2 separate regions of the Oryctolagus cuniculus genome follow, and region 1 is linked to region 2. A link is a contact called in public Micro-C data. All regions are on one chromosome and are shown on one strand. Each heading gives the region's core, a stretch centred on a gene start, on an enhancer-like site or on the middle of the called end of the contact. The rest is flanking DNA. Distances are from core to core; before and after follow the strand shown.

The links. A called contact is a pair of places that touch in the nucleus more often than the background predicts.
Region 1: a contact with region 2 is called in a Micro-C map of ear pinna, with 3 times the contacts expected there. The contact joins the promoter of LOC100345975 here to the enhancer-like site in region 2. A contact is called at or near these places in 4 of 6 Hi-C or Micro-C datasets (ear pinna, psoas muscle, skin fibroblasts and 1 more).

What each region holds. Positions count from the first base shown.
Region 1 is chr4:8,711,727-8,714,850 of mOryCun1.1, forward strand. It overlaps LOC100345975 (carbonyl reductase [NADPH] 3), which reads right to left and starts at 1,857. Exons shown (of 3, transcript XM_002721255.5): 1 at 1,569-1,857. The coding sequence starts at 1,857. It overlaps LOC138849230 (a long non-coding RNA gene), which reads left to right. Exons shown (of 2, transcript XR_011387690.1): 2 at 1-1,178.
Region 2 is chr4:8,647,221-8,650,580 of mOryCun1.1, forward strand. All of the region lies in intron 4 of DOP1B (DOP1 leucine zipper like protein B), which reads right to left. Among named protein-coding and RNA genes, the nearest start is that of DOP1B, 49 kb to the right of the region's middle. Within about 2 kb of position 1,576, at least 5 of the 8 cell types and tissues checked have an H3K27ac peak or open chromatin away from gene starts, as enhancers often do. A contact at or near this core is called in ear pinna, where this site is marked.

The DNA of each region.
Region 1 (3,124 bases), core at 607-3,106, 65 kb after region 2:
CTTGGTGACGCTCTGCGTTCCCAGTTGATGCAACAGCAGCTGGTCTTCAGCCACACTTAGAGAACTCCTGGCTTTGACCACTGCTCAAACTTGATGGCGCATAGAAGGTAGGAGAGCGCTTCAGCAAGTCCAGGGGCTCAGCAGTTAAGACACTGGGATGATGCTTGCATCCCGAATCAGTTCCTGCTCACGTGGACCCTGGAACCAGGTGATGGCTCAAGACACTGAGCTTCTGCCACCCACGTGGGAGACCTGGACTGAGCCCCCAGCTCTAACTTTGGCCCAGCTCAGCTCCAGCTGTTGCGAGCATTGGGGGGAGACCACTGTTGGACTTTAAATGACTTCTAAAGTTCATGGAAGATGGAATGAAAAATGTTTATCGCAGTGGGAAAACATTGTGAAATGCACGCAAAAGAGGAGGGTCTTCTGAAACTTTGTGGAAAATGCCTATCATGAAAACTGCAAGAATTTCAGTGTTTTGCACCAGAACAAGCTTTTCTTTCCATTTCCCCACGAACGTTTCCAAGTCCTGGTGTACCTGGGGATTCTGTGAAAACGCAAATTTTGTCAGCCCGTTGGGCGCCGGAGATTCTGCACTGCTAACCAATGTCCAGGCTCGCAGGTGCTGCTGGCCCACAGCCCATATTTTGGGGGGCGACAGATCCCAGTTCACCCAGGTCCCTCCTGGAGGGTAATTATCCCCTAGCTGAGGTTGTTTGGGGGGGGGTGTGTGTCAGCTCCGCCCTGTGCCCCGCCCCGCCAAGCCCCTGGAAGCCTGCACGCAGAGTTACAGGTGCTGCGCTGGGAGCCCCGCGCCGCGCTGCGCTGGTGAGTGCCCAGGGCGGCGGACCGAGGCCTCCCCACGCTGGAAGCGAAGTGGTCCCGTTGATTTCTTGTACCGCCAGCACAGGGCTGAGTTCAAGAACTTACTTAACCGAGTACTGCTTACAACCTGTAAGCTCCTTGATTCTTCTTCGCCCCTGAAATAAGCATGTTTGCGACCCAACGGCAGCCGCCCTGGAGAAGGGACCCGAGGCTCTCTTCCCTTCTGCCGGAGCCCAGCGAATCTCGCGGTTGAGCGGGGTTTGAAAGGCACTGGTGTGCACTAGCGCGCTCGTTGCCCGCGCGCGGCAGATGCCTCCCGCCTGCCATGAATGCGCCCTTGTTCCAGCGAAAGCGAAAGCTCCAGGCGGGGCTGGGCCACCCCCTCGCGGAGAAGATTCTCGCAACGGACAGAAAACCTCCACGAGCTGAGCAGGGCGTGGGCCCCTCCCAGGAGGCCGCTTCTCTTGCAAACAACAGCGACTGACAGTTCCGGGAGGGCCCAGGGCGGCGCACAGGCCCACACAGGCCCGCGGGCGGGGCGCGCGGTGTCCCGCGCCAGGGCTCGCCCCGCGCTCTGCGAACCACGGGAAAGCGAAAACCCGCCGGGAGAGGCGGGAGCTGAGCGCATCCCGAGGGGCCTCCCTCCCCGATCTCTCTAACGGGCCGTTGGGGGCGCCTGCTGTTCTCTGCCCCGCACTCTCGAGGCGTCCCAGGGACCCTCGTCCTCCCAGCCCCTCACCTACTCTGGAAGGCGATGGCCGCGTTGTTGACCAGCACGTTGAGGCCCCCGTACTCCCGGCGCAGGAAGTCGCGCAGGGCGCGGATGCTCTGCAGGTCCGTGATGTCCAGCTGGTGGAAGCGCGGGCTCAGGCCCTCGGCCTGCAGCTGCTGCACGGCGGCCCGGCCCCGCGCCTCGTCCCGCGCCGTGAGCACCACGTCCCCCGAGAAGAGCCGGCACAGGTCGCGCGTGATGGCGAAGCCGACGCCCTTGTTGGCGCCGGTCACCAGCGCCACGCGGCTGCAGGACGACATGGCTGGGCGCTCGGGACACCTGTGCAAGAGAGCGGACCCGGCCGCCGATCCCCGATGGCGCGTACTGCGCGGAGAGCCGCGCGGAACTCAGTTCTGGGATCCAGCCGGGCAACTTCTGGAGAGCAAGGCCCCTGGCCTGGGTCCCTCCCCTCCGAGGAGGGGCTGTCCGCTCCCTAAGCTTTCGTAACGCCCCGGCTCCCGGGGCCGCCCCCTCCCAGCGCTGCGCCCTAGTGGATCCCGGCTCCGAGTGCGGCGAGTGCCTGAGAAGCGAGGTTCGCGCCCGGCAAAACCGGACGGGGATGGGTCAGCAGGGGCCGCAATGCACTGCGGGGCGGACTGCAGGAAAAGTCTGGGAGGACCCCGAAGAGGGAGTAACAAAGGCTGAGTCATCTTGGACCTGCGCCCGCTGTCCACCGCGAGGTGCCAGTGTTGGCAATGGAATCACTCAACCGCTCTTTGCTTGTCGAAGGGCAACTCAGCAGAGAGGAGAGCAACGCGATGTCCCGGGAGTGGCTTTTGGTGGCTCTGTGGGTCTCAGCCTGTCCCCATGTGGCAGAGAATGTTGACCGTGTGCCAAACCCGTTATGGGAATCATTTACTTAATCCCAACATAGCTCCTGCGGGTGCCGAAAGGGTCTGCGTTTAGGCTTGTCCAGGGAGGCTACCCATTGGTGCTGAGCGATCTTTACGGATCCACAGCCATGTGGGAGCCACCAACAAGATCCAGCTGACATGAATGTGGTCAGGTGTGGTCAGGTGGTCACCCAGTTAGAACTTCATCCACCGTTTTCAGTGTGCTTGCTCAGTGAGTGTGAGGTCTGGCAGAAAGGCGACCTCATCATGGCTTGGCTTTTCCCAAGTGGAGCCGCCCGGCACTGCCGGAGACTCTGGGGCCCCCAGTTCCCCTGTCGGTAAGACAGCACTGATAATTTGGAGCCTGTTTTAATCCTGTTCAGAATTTCTGTGCCTTAAGTGAGATTACTGTTTTTCAAGAAATTTGTGGATCTCGTCCAAGTTGTGGGTTTTGTTACACAAAGTTATTCATAATATGCCTTTATTATCCTTTTCATATTGATGGTGATTCTACGTCTCTCATTCCTGATGTGGGTAATTGTGTCTTTCATTCCCCCCTACCCAGGGTTATATAGTTTTACAAAATTTTTCTCATGGAATCGTTTTTCTGCCTCATTGACCTTTCATTCCCTCCATTTTGCTGTGGTTATATTGATTTGTGTTCCGATCCTAACTTGACTTCTTTTGGAAGCCT
Region 2 (3,360 bases), core at 326-2,825:
CAAGCACTTGGGCCATCAGCTGATGCTTCCCAGGTGCACTGGCAGGGAGCTGGATCAGAAGCAGCACAGCCGGGAACCAGCACACTGGTATGGGATGCAGGTCTACCAAGCAGCGGCCTGAACACCCGTCCCGAGCCTGAAGCTTTCTGTCTCATAAAATATTCATAAGAAACGATGTCTGCTCCGATTGTTTAGGAAGATAAAAACAACAGAAGGGTTGACCGCCAAACGTTTCGGGAGGCGCGCAGGGCGGTTTGGTGGCGGGAGCTATTGATTGGTTAGAAGCTGAGCAGACAGCTCTGAGAACATCACCGTGGAAGCCTTGTGCAGCGCAGAGGCACCTGGGGATGCGGCCATGATGTTTCCAACTACTTCAATCGGGGCTCCTCTGTCCTGACGCTGCGACATTCAGGGTGGCTACGTCTTTGTCATGGGGTCAGCTGCTCGCACCCTAGCCTCTGACCCTAGCCCCCAGCTGCACCAACTACAAACGTCTCCAGATACTGCCAAGCAGCCCAGGGCAACATCACCCCTGGGGAGAACCATGGCTTTAAATTTGCATTTTCATTTGTTTCAAAGGCGGAGAGACAGAGTGAGAGAGACAGACAGACACACACGCACCTATGCACACAGAAGGGTCCCATCATTAACGTTCATTCCCCTAGATGCCCGTAATAGCTGTGGCTGGACCAGGCTGAAGCCAGGAGGCCGGAACTTCATCTGGGTCTCCCATATGAGTGGCAGGAACCCCGAGTCATCGCCTGCTGCCTCCCAAGGTACACATTAGTAGGAAGCTGGAGTCAGAAGCAGAGGCAGGACTCAAACCCACACACTCCAACAGGGAACGCGGGCTGTCCTAGGTAGCATCTAAAATGCAATGCCTTTGGGGCCAGTGCTGTGGTGTAGTGGGTAAAGCCGCTGCCTGCAGTGCCAGCATCCCATATGGGTGTCAGTTTGAGTTCTGGTTGTTCCATTTCCAATCCAGCTCCCTGCTAACGTGCCTGGGAAAACAGCGGAAAACGGCCTAAGTCCTTGGGCCCCTGCACCTGTGTGGGAGGCCTAGAAGAAGCTCCTGGCTCCTGGCTTTGGATTGGCCCAGCTCCGGACGTTGTGGCGCTCTGGGGAGTGAATCAGCAGATGGATTCTCTCTCTGCCTTTGTCTCTCTGTAACTCTGCCTTTCAAATAAATAAATAAATCTTAAGAAAAAAATACAGAGCCAAACACCCACCCCGGAAGCACTGATTTAAGTGGAAATTTCCAGTGAGCCAGTCCTTGGTTTCTCAAAACCCATTTACAACATTCACTTCCCCTTACCTCATTTAAAAGTTGAGTGTTTTCCTCCTGCTATTCTTGTTACTTACAGCAAAACACAGCCATGTGGCTGTCTCATGGGCACTGCATAAAAGGGTTTCTGGCCAGTGTTGGCCAGAAGAGACTTGGCAGGCCTCGAAGGGTTAGGAAGTCAGGGTGAATGACATGGCTTAACACTGGCCAAAACGTCCATCCCTCCCGGCTAGCTAACAAGCACTGCAGGGACCGTCTGCCCACGTCAGGTTCGTGAGTCACTGCTGAGTCCGCTGGCCTCCACTGAACGCGCCCCTTTGCAATTTCTGCCAGCCTGGCCATTGTGACCTCTACCCCCACTCCCCACCCCTGTCTCTGCGCAATCTTCATTCCATTCCCAAGTGCTTCTGGGAGCCAAGAGCTGCCAAACCGTCTCAGACTGAAATGGACACAGCCACAAAGCCAAACTTTTACTGTCACTTCCATGACTGCGCTGCCCAAGCCCAGCCAGGGGTCACATGACCTTCGACCAGCACCCAGCGTGGGATGCCGAGAGCCTCTGGGTGCCGCAGGCACTGCTTGCTCTTCTGTCACAGCTCCCATCTGCTCAGTGATTCACGCAGCTTCGCTCAGCGTGTGGTTCAATGGCGAGAATCCACAACATTAGGGAAGAGTCATCCCTGTTAAGCAACTCGAGCAACTGTTCCAATGAACCCTCATTTATCAAGTAGGAAAACAAATAAAAACAGTCCAACTGGTGTGATTCACACTTAGAGATTTAAAAGACTACAATAAATATTGGGACTCTGTTCATTTGTCATCTGAGGGGACTGCAAACAGCTCCTGGAAAACATGGAACAGGCGATGTGCTCTGAGGGTGTTGGGGTGCGGCAGCGTATGCAGCCACTTGGGACACCCAATCCCGTACTGGAGTGTGGCCTCAAGTCCTGGCTGCTCTGCTTCCAACACAGCTTCCTGCTCTTGTGCCCGCGAGGCAGCAGCTGAGGGCCCAGGTACTTGGGGTTTTGCCACTCCCATGGGAGATCAGACGGAATTCTGGGCTCCTGGCTTTGGTCTGGCCCAGCCCTCGCTGTTGCAGGCATCTGGGGAGTGAATCAGCGAATGCAAGATCTTCCTCTGTCACTCTGCCTTTCAAAAAAGGATAATGTACATTTTCTATGAACTTTTGAGGACAACCTCTTTCTTTCTCTCTCTGCTCCTCTGCTTTTCAAATAAATAAATAATTAAAAAAAAAAAAAAAACAGCTGGGATTCGAACCAACCCTGATACAGGACGCAATGTCCCAAGAGGTGGCTTACTCTGCTGCGTAACAGCACACTCTCTACAATCCCCGACACACGTGTAAACGAGGACGTGGACACCGCAGGACCTCTAGAAAGAGCTGGGGTGAAGAGGCAGGGGCCACGGGTCTGACAGGGGTCCTCCAGCTGGCACCTGGAGCGCCCATGATCTCTACACACTGCTGCACACAGAGTGAGCTGTCAGGCTCAGGCGGGAAGACAGGTTGTGCCTCCTACGGAAGCAGCCACATAGCTGGGCAGGGAGACACAGGGCCAACACCTGGTCTACAGGACAGTCCGAGGCAGCTGGGTGCAGGTCTACGGGAGAGCCAGAGACAGCAGGGTGCAGGCTTCCAGTTGCGTTTGTCAAATCCCAGTGCATACGCTCAGAATGGCACCCTGGGTCTCCGGCCACACCCCTCCAGCCACGGTGATTACGTGGTTTCTTCAGGTGCAGGGGAACACCACGAGCTGCCCAGGAGCAGCTGACTCTCCCGGTTGTCACCAACACAGGCGTGGGTGGTGCTGGGGCCGCCTCGGTGGGGATGTGCAGGCGCAGCGTTGTGTGAGCCGGTGGAAGCTGGGGCAGAGTCCCTGTCATTGAGCGTGGGCTTGTAGGATGCACAGAAGCGGGTCCCAGCAATGCCTCGGAGACCGGGGAATGCACCTGAAGTGAGTTCGTGCTTTAGGATCCAACAGAAAACACAGCACTGGGGATACGCAGTTGTCTTGAACGACCTTTCTCTTGGTCCCAAGTAGTGACTAAAAGGACCC